2 separate regions of the Cyprinus carpio genome follow, and region 2 is linked to region 1. Evidence: chromatin contacts called from public Hi-C data. All regions are on one chromosome and are shown on one strand. The core of a region is the stretch at or near the end of the contact, and the rest is flanking DNA. Distances in the headings are between cores, read along the strand shown. Region 1 holds the start of LOC109092410 (actin, cytoplasmic 1-like). Region 2 overlaps slc29a4a (equilibrative nucleoside transporter 4).

What was found. Hi-C and Micro-C count contacts between places; a contact is called where the count stands out from the background.
Region 2: a Hi-C map of liver shows a contact between it and region 1, with 4 times the contacts expected there. The contact joins the enhancer-like site here to the promoter of LOC109092410 in region 1. A contact is called at or near these places in 6 of 8 Hi-C or Micro-C datasets (liver, red blood cells and skeletal muscle).

The regions. Positions count from the first base shown.
Region 1 is chrB3:20,018,319-20,022,164 of ASM1834038v1, reverse strand. It overlaps LOC109092410 (actin, cytoplasmic 1-like), which reads right to left and starts at 1,431. Exons shown (of 6, transcript XM_042720140.1): 1 at 1,284-1,431. LOC109092411 (a long non-coding RNA gene) reads left to right here and starts at 1,480. Exons shown (of 4, transcript XR_006154201.1): 1 at 1,480-1,759; 2 at 3,110-3,236.
Region 2 is chrB3:20,138,707-20,142,473 of ASM1834038v1, reverse strand. It overlaps slc29a4a (equilibrative nucleoside transporter 4), which reads left to right. Exons shown (of 11, transcript XM_042720145.1): 2 at 353-576; 3 at 1,236-1,367; 4 at 1,906-2,019; 5 at 3,463-3,591; 6 at 3,729-3,767. The coding sequence starts at 414. Among protein-coding and RNA genes, the nearest start is that of slc29a4a, 13 kb to the left of the region's middle. Within about 2 kb of position 2,058, at least 1 of the 8 cell types and tissues checked has an H3K27ac peak or open chromatin away from gene starts, as enhancers often do.

The sequences.
Region 1 (3,846 bases), core at 182-2,681:
GAAGTGCACAGCTGCCATACAAGAGTGCTTCAGTGAGCATGTGACCACGTGGAGTCAACTTCCTGTTTCGTGCTGCATTCTACAGTCTGACCGCTAGTGGGTGCTAGAGTGACAATGCGCGCCTCAGATATGCCAGACAAAGGAAGTCCCTCTGCATTCTCTCATTATTACCATAAAAGGCAATGGTTTTAGCCGCTTTGCGGCTGCCGGCAGTGTGGCACTCAGCCAGAGTCGTAGGGTTCAGTAAAAAGGAACAGATTTCGACATTCATCACGCCAGGGCCACTCCCTAAATTCTACACAAATGAAGTTTTACATCCTCTTCGTCCTCGCCTGGTATCAATTACACAACCGAAATTCGGCGGGTGTCTGCCCGAAATGACTGCGTCACAGATCTGCAGTCCCTTCACTGACTCCTCACGAGCAGACTTCACACTAAACACGATCTTCCTCAGCCCTTTCAGTTTATATTAGAAAACCTGCTTTCTCCAACACGATTATAACCACCATTAAAAAAAAAAAATTAAGAACACTTCAGGTTATTAAAACTGACCAACTTCGCGTTACCTTACGTTTAATAAAGCTTTAATAGTTAACGTAGAATAACGTACTTGAATTAATCTTATTCAGTCATACTGAAAGACTGAAGGGCTGCACTATGCTAGAAAAAGCCATTTTCACTAAAAGGTGTCAGACGCGCTGAAAGTGAGCGAATAGACGCGTCTTTGATCACTTGAATATCAAAAGAGATGATTGTTTCATCAGGGTAAGGGCGGCAGATGAAGGCTGTTAGCCGGCTAACGTTAGCTAAAGTAGGTCACACCCTGCTGCAGCACCGCCTGCACAAAGAGCTGCCCATGCCGGCTACCCATCAAGTGTGCAACATGCCTCGCAAACATCTTTAAAACTACACTTGTACATATTTACAGCCGTCAAATCACTGTTATCCAGGGCACATCTCGATGTTAAAAGGGTTTAACGCTTATTTCACACCGGCCCATTCAACGTCGTGCATACAACGGGTGCCGTCATTGCCACCTGACATATCCACTAACTTACATAGAATTAAAATAACACAGCAGACATGTATCACGATTACCACATGTTAATACAGAATAACTAACATTTAAGCAAAAGTTTGTAACGTTACTTGACGCAAACTGCGAAATTACCGGTAAGTTAACTTCAATCTTCAACTAAATCTTCATTTGTACATGATAATTAACTTCTTAAATTAACGTTAACGAATTAATAATGTAATAAAAAGCTCACAAATCGACTTACCTTAGGTTGGGGGGGTTTGTCGACTTAAGAGAATGTGTTACAAGCAGATGATATTCCGCACTAGCTGCGTGTGGAGGAGCTCAAAGTGAGGCTGAGATGCTGGGCGCGCTCTTTTATATGACGGCAGATGCCCGGCTCTAGCCATAAAAGGTAAACTTTCGGAGCTCTGCGCTCTGATTGGTCCGGCGTCACACACCCGGCTGTCGCGTGCACATTGCTACACTTGCTTCTCGCAAGCAACTCGAGAGCGAAAGAAGGGGAAGCTAGACTATTTGAAGAGCCGGGCCTAGGCGATTTTGATCAAAGTTGGCTTTTTGTTAGCGAATTTTAATGCATTGCTTTCGGTATTCACGTATGTTGTTGTGAAAACGCCAGTAAGGCTCTTTTCAGTCTGTCCAAAAGTCTAGTATTGGTCATAGTGACGGACACCTCCTTGATCCTGTGTTGTGTTTACAATCTAACACAGCAGCAGCTCTGTAGGTCATTTACTTCTTATTGTATTCACAATAATACCATAATACTTATGTGTAGTGCTTCTCTATGCTAAATAGGGTTGACGTTGTTTTTCATTGAATTGAGGATAACAACAAAGTGACATTGACTGTATACTGTAGCAGAGAAGCCACTAACTTAGCTGGTTTCATTAGGTAATGTTTTCAGTGAAACCTGCGATGAATCAGGTTTGCATTCCTGTAATTGTGAGTTGCCTACACAAAATTCACAGGAGTAATATTTTTACGTGCTTAGGTGTGTGCATGTTATGTGATAAAGATGATAAAGGGAGAGATAGTAATGTTAGCTGCTGAGGGCTGTATGTGGGCCTAACCCAGGTTTATATTAGACATGACGTTAACTTAGCATTCAAGTCTTGACCACTGAAATGATGTAGATGTTTCAAGGCAAGGCTGGCTTCTCATTCGGAAATATATTACACATTATTGATATCCGTTCAGACAAATTAACTTTGACTTATGCGCTGGAGAGATTTAAAATAATAATAATAAATAAAATAAATAAATATTGAAAACATTGTTTTCTTCGCATAAGAACACAGTGTAGGCGTTCATGGTCAACTTCATTAAATAAAAAATATTTCTTGCATATTTCGGACGTTGCCACGGTTTGAATAATAGATAAGGCTGTGCTTGAACAGCAGTGATGCTGGGAAGCTGCATGTGACTTTCGTGCAACTTGGGAGTAATGCACATGGCCTTCAATGGCAGTTATAAACAAAAACAGCTGATAATGTCAAAATCTCTTGCTGATATCAAGGATAGTGTGGTTCTGTGGCTTATATTAATGTTTTTCGTCTTCAGTACATTTACAACATTTTTTAACGGGACACTTTTAAAGTTTTGAGCACTTTTCCTAACTTGTAAAATACATGAAATGATGTTCTCTGAATTGAATCCTTAGATATCGAAAGTTGAGTATAAGTTATGGCTCAAACAGCGCACAACAAATTTGTATTATTTGTATTAAAATTTTAGCTTCGGCAATTAAACCATGCATGACATTGTACGATTTATTGAGATAATATTTACTGTATATAGGCCCAAAAGTAAAAATGTCTAAAAGTATTTTATCTACAACCAGGACATATACTCATCAATATGGTCTATTCCTCCCATCCCCCAGCGTTTTTTTTTTTTTTCTTTTCAAAGAATGCCAAACATCCATCTGCCCTTTATAAAAACACAAGTTGCTGTAAGATTAGCAGATAGTAACTAGGCACCATACTGTGATTAATGTGATGTGACATGCATCTTCCAATGCAGTTGGTATTTTATTTTGAACAGCCATGCTTCTCTTTGTAACTTTTGTAGATTGGACTGGGGTCTTGTTACAGCAGATGTGCTTTTGTGAGTCCATAGTTCCCCTGAGGACCACCGCCCTTCCTTTATAGCAGCCTGCCTGTCCCCACTTCAGCATTCCCATTCATCTCTAAATAAGGTACTATCCTAATGATGTTCAGCTTTGCCCCATGACATAAGACGTCCAGAGCAATAAAAATTATGTTGTGGGCTATCACCATGATAATGTCATTGTACTTGAGAGTGCTGAAGTTCTTATCTTGTTTCTGATACCTAAGCAACACTTGCAACAAGATAAGAAACATAATTATGAAGTTCTTCTCAAAGGACCACTTTCTGGGTGTGTGTTGTTTTTGTGAAATCTGTTGCATTTAGAAAACTATTTGTCTGACATTTGTTGTCTGACTGATCATTTCCCTCAGTTCAGTAATATACTATCCCGATCACCAAACTAGCCTTTTCTTTTGTTCTTCCACACGTTTAAGTGTTGAACAGAAACACTCTTCATCTTGAAATAAGCATTGAAGCACAGCAGAAGGCCAAAATTTGCCCCCCACAAATAGCAGAAGGACCACCGATTGATTTTAGATTCACTTATACTTTTTTGCTTGATGGTGTGTAAAGCCAGATACTCAAGCTAGAAAGGAAGTCACATAATGCCAGCTGGCCTCTTAGTGTAGAGATTGGATTATCCCCCCACTTTATGACCCAGAAGGATCCATATGTACTCATCCATCTCCTTATATGCA
Region 2 (3,767 bases), core at 809-3,308, 120 kb before region 1:
TAATTATTTTCAATTTTAGTGTTTAAAATGTAATTTGTTCCTGTGATTGCAGAGCTTCAGTGTCACATGATCCTTCAGAAATCATTCTTATTTGCTGATTTGTTGCTCTTATTTCTATCAATGCAATGTTGAAAACAGTTTTGCTGCTTAATATGTTTGTGGAATATATTTTGACTGGTCTTCTAAATATTAAAATGTTTTTCTTCTGTGATGACAACACTTAAAAAAAGAAACGTCTTAACTACACTTTAAAGTTTGAGGTTGATTATCAAGATATTTTGAATGTAATGTGTTGCATCTAATCTGTTTTGTAAGTTGCTTACACACATTCCTCATTTTCATCCTCTTACAGATCACATTTCAGTCGCTGTTAAAGAAGGCCTTTTCAGATATTCCAGCCCAAAAGAGGGACTATGGGCTCAAAAGGAGTAGAGAGACGTAAACAGGCCACCCCTGGCCAGACCCCCGAGGGCAATGTGGTAATGAGCTTCAGTTTCGAGAGCTATCAGCTGGAGGAAGAGGACTGTCAGGTGAAAGACATCTCAGATAAAGGAGTGCTGGCCCTTTCAGAACCTGGTGAGTCTCTGCTGCATATGATGTGCCTTAATATAACTACAAAATGTCATTTGAGTCACTATTTGATATGTGTTGTGCTTCTACAATGTGTAATAATACAGATTTTGGTTTGGCAACGACTGGCCTTGGTTTAAAAGGTTGCAATACTTGGCATGTACTAGCTATGTGTAATCATGTTAGCTGCTGTCCCCTCATGTTGCCTGGTTACAAAGGTCATGCTTATTAAATCAGTGGAGTAGGAGAACATACACATTGATCTTTACAGTTTGCTAGGCTAGCTAAGCATATAGATATATTCTACTTTGGTCAAATATACGTTTTACATTTTTAGTCAGGATTTCATTTCTTCCATCTCTTAAATTAGGCATGCAGTGTTAAAGGACTAACGCTTTATAACCATTAGGAAGCCAGCAAGAGGCACAGAAGTGCTTCCATCAATCAGTTCCTCATCTGGAAAGAGAGAGAGAGAGAGAGCAAAATGTCAGATGTCTCATACATATGCATAAATATACTTCAGAGAGATGGCACACAGACTGAGAGACAAATATTTAAAACGCACATATTTTGAAATGTCATACAAATAAAACACAGACAGGACTTGTGTTTATAACTCTCACTCGTTGACTGTGAATACAAATGCGTGTGATTTCTGTGCATAGCGTTTGAAGAGCCTATTCCAGATGACCGTTACCATGGGATCTATTTTGCCATGCTCCTGGCCGGAGTGGGCTTCCTGCTGCCTTACAATAGCTTCATTACAGATGTTGACTACCTGCACCATAAATTTGAAGGTACTCCATTATATTTATAGATCTACATTTTCAGTAGCATTTACATGAAACAAATTATGGTTGAAATATCTGTTAAAGATTGAGAGTTTTAAAAAATGTTATACTTGTGTTTTCATGATGCTTGACAGAATTGCTCATTATAATGTTGTATTTTGATATGTGTGTATATATATATATATATATATATATATATATATATAGAGAGAGAGAGAGAGAGAGAGAGAGAGAGAGAGAGAAAGAGAGAGAGAGAGAGAGAGATACTTAAACAATTTACTAGCAGTTTTGTATTTTAATGTATCTTTAAAATTCAGAAATCATTCTAATTGGGTGACTTCGTGCTCAAGAAACTTTTTTTTTTTTCTGACCAGTGATCATCATGCACATTCATTGTATAAAGATAATCAGGTTTGGCATTTGTGTTTGTATGAAAAATGTCAAAAAAATCAGTTTGATTGAGCATATGGTTCCTGTATGATAGTAAGAAAAAAATGCAGTGAACTTCGAAGGTCATTTCCTTGTTGTCTTCTGTGTCTTTCAGGAACATCCATTGTGTTTGACATGGGTTTAACATATATACTCGTGGCCCTAGTGGCTGTGATCCTAAACAATGTCCTGGTGGAGATGCTGAGCCTGCACACCAGGATCACTGTGGGTGAGTGTGTTTATTTAGAGCAGACAGACAGTAAAGCACAAAGGGATGGGGGAGGAGCCGCTGATTGACCTGAGGGACTGAGTCCAGTCTGACAGCTGCATCACTCATCTCAACCTGAGGAATAACACTCACCAAATACTGATGAATACAGCTTACGTATAACCCAAACAGCAGATAAACACAGGAAAATTACACCACGACAATACCGACTGACTGATGACACACAAAAACACACACAGCCCCAAACCCTTCAATGGCAAACATCAAATACTGTGATGTGAAAAGCAGCCAACGGGAAAAAAAAGTGTCATTTTAACAAAAAAAAAAAAGGGAAAAAACCAAAAAAACAAAGAAAAAAAAAAAAAAAAAAAAAAAAAAAAAAAAAAAAACAACAAAAAAAAAAAAAAAAAAAAAAAAAACAAAAAAAAACAAAAATTCATTCCCGAAAAAACAAAAAAAAAAAAAAAAAACAAAAAACAAAAAAAAAAAAAAAAAAAAAAAAAAAAAAAAAAAAAAAAAAGAACAAAAAAAAAAAAAAAAAAAAAAAAAAAAAAAACGAAAAAAAAAAAAAAAAAAACAAAAAAAAAAAAACAATACAAAAAAAAAAAAAAAAAAAAAAAACCAAGAACAAAAAAAAAAAAAATATACAAATTCAACCCAAAAATAATTTCACTACAATATAACACTTTTAAATGCACATTTCACCCAAAAATAACAATTCTGCCATCATTTACTCACCCTCATGCTGACCTGGATGACTTCATTCCAAATATATTTTCAGTACAGTGTTATTCAGTGGTATATTATAATTATACCTTCCAAAACCCTCCAAAAACAAATCAAATTATATTATATAATCAAATATTATGATATTGTTTGCAAACAAATCAAAAGGAAATGCTATTTCAGTCTTTATACTTAAAATATATTGTGTTTAATTCAGTGTTACTTTTAACAGTTTTCTAATTATTTGTGAAATTTACTAGTAATTTCTGAGTGAAAATTGACACCAGTCCAGCACACCTCTTATTTACTGTTTTGAAAGTCAGCGCTAGTTGCCAGAAGTCAGTGCCAGTCTGCAGATTTGAGTTGACAGATTTCATGAAAATTACATAGTGTATGATAGTCACAGACTCTGAATTTTTAGCTTCAGACTTTGATTCCATCCAGTCAGAGGATATCAAACATGTTTTAGAACACTGATTTTAGAACACACATTGTTTTCATTTGTCATGCGTCTCCTAGCAACAAGTCTGTTAGTCTGCTAGTGGGTGATCGTTTAGTGTATGATGCCCAGTTTTTCCTCTGTCACTATTACAAAGTCTGTAAGTGTATGATGCCCAGTGTTTTAAAATCTGTTTAGATTTTAAAAGTCGTGTAGTGTATTTCAGCCTTTAGTTATGATATCTCAAATTTGTTTACATCCAAGTCGATCTCTTGTAGGTTACATCTTTGCACTTGGACCTCTGCTTTTTGTCACTATTTTTGATGTGTGGCTGGAGAGGTTCACCACGAAGCAGTCGTACATCATCAATCTGATGTCTATGGGTACTGTGGCCTTTGGATGTACAGGTATTTGTTGATACTTTTCTTTCCAAAGCCATCATGACTGCAGAAGTGTGTTGGGAGTGACTGTCCTGCTTTCAGGCTCTCATCATGTTGTCAAACATTTCCAGCCATAACTGTTTTTCATCCTATTGTGTCTCCAGTGCAGCAGTCCAGTTTCTATGGATACATGGGGATGCTTC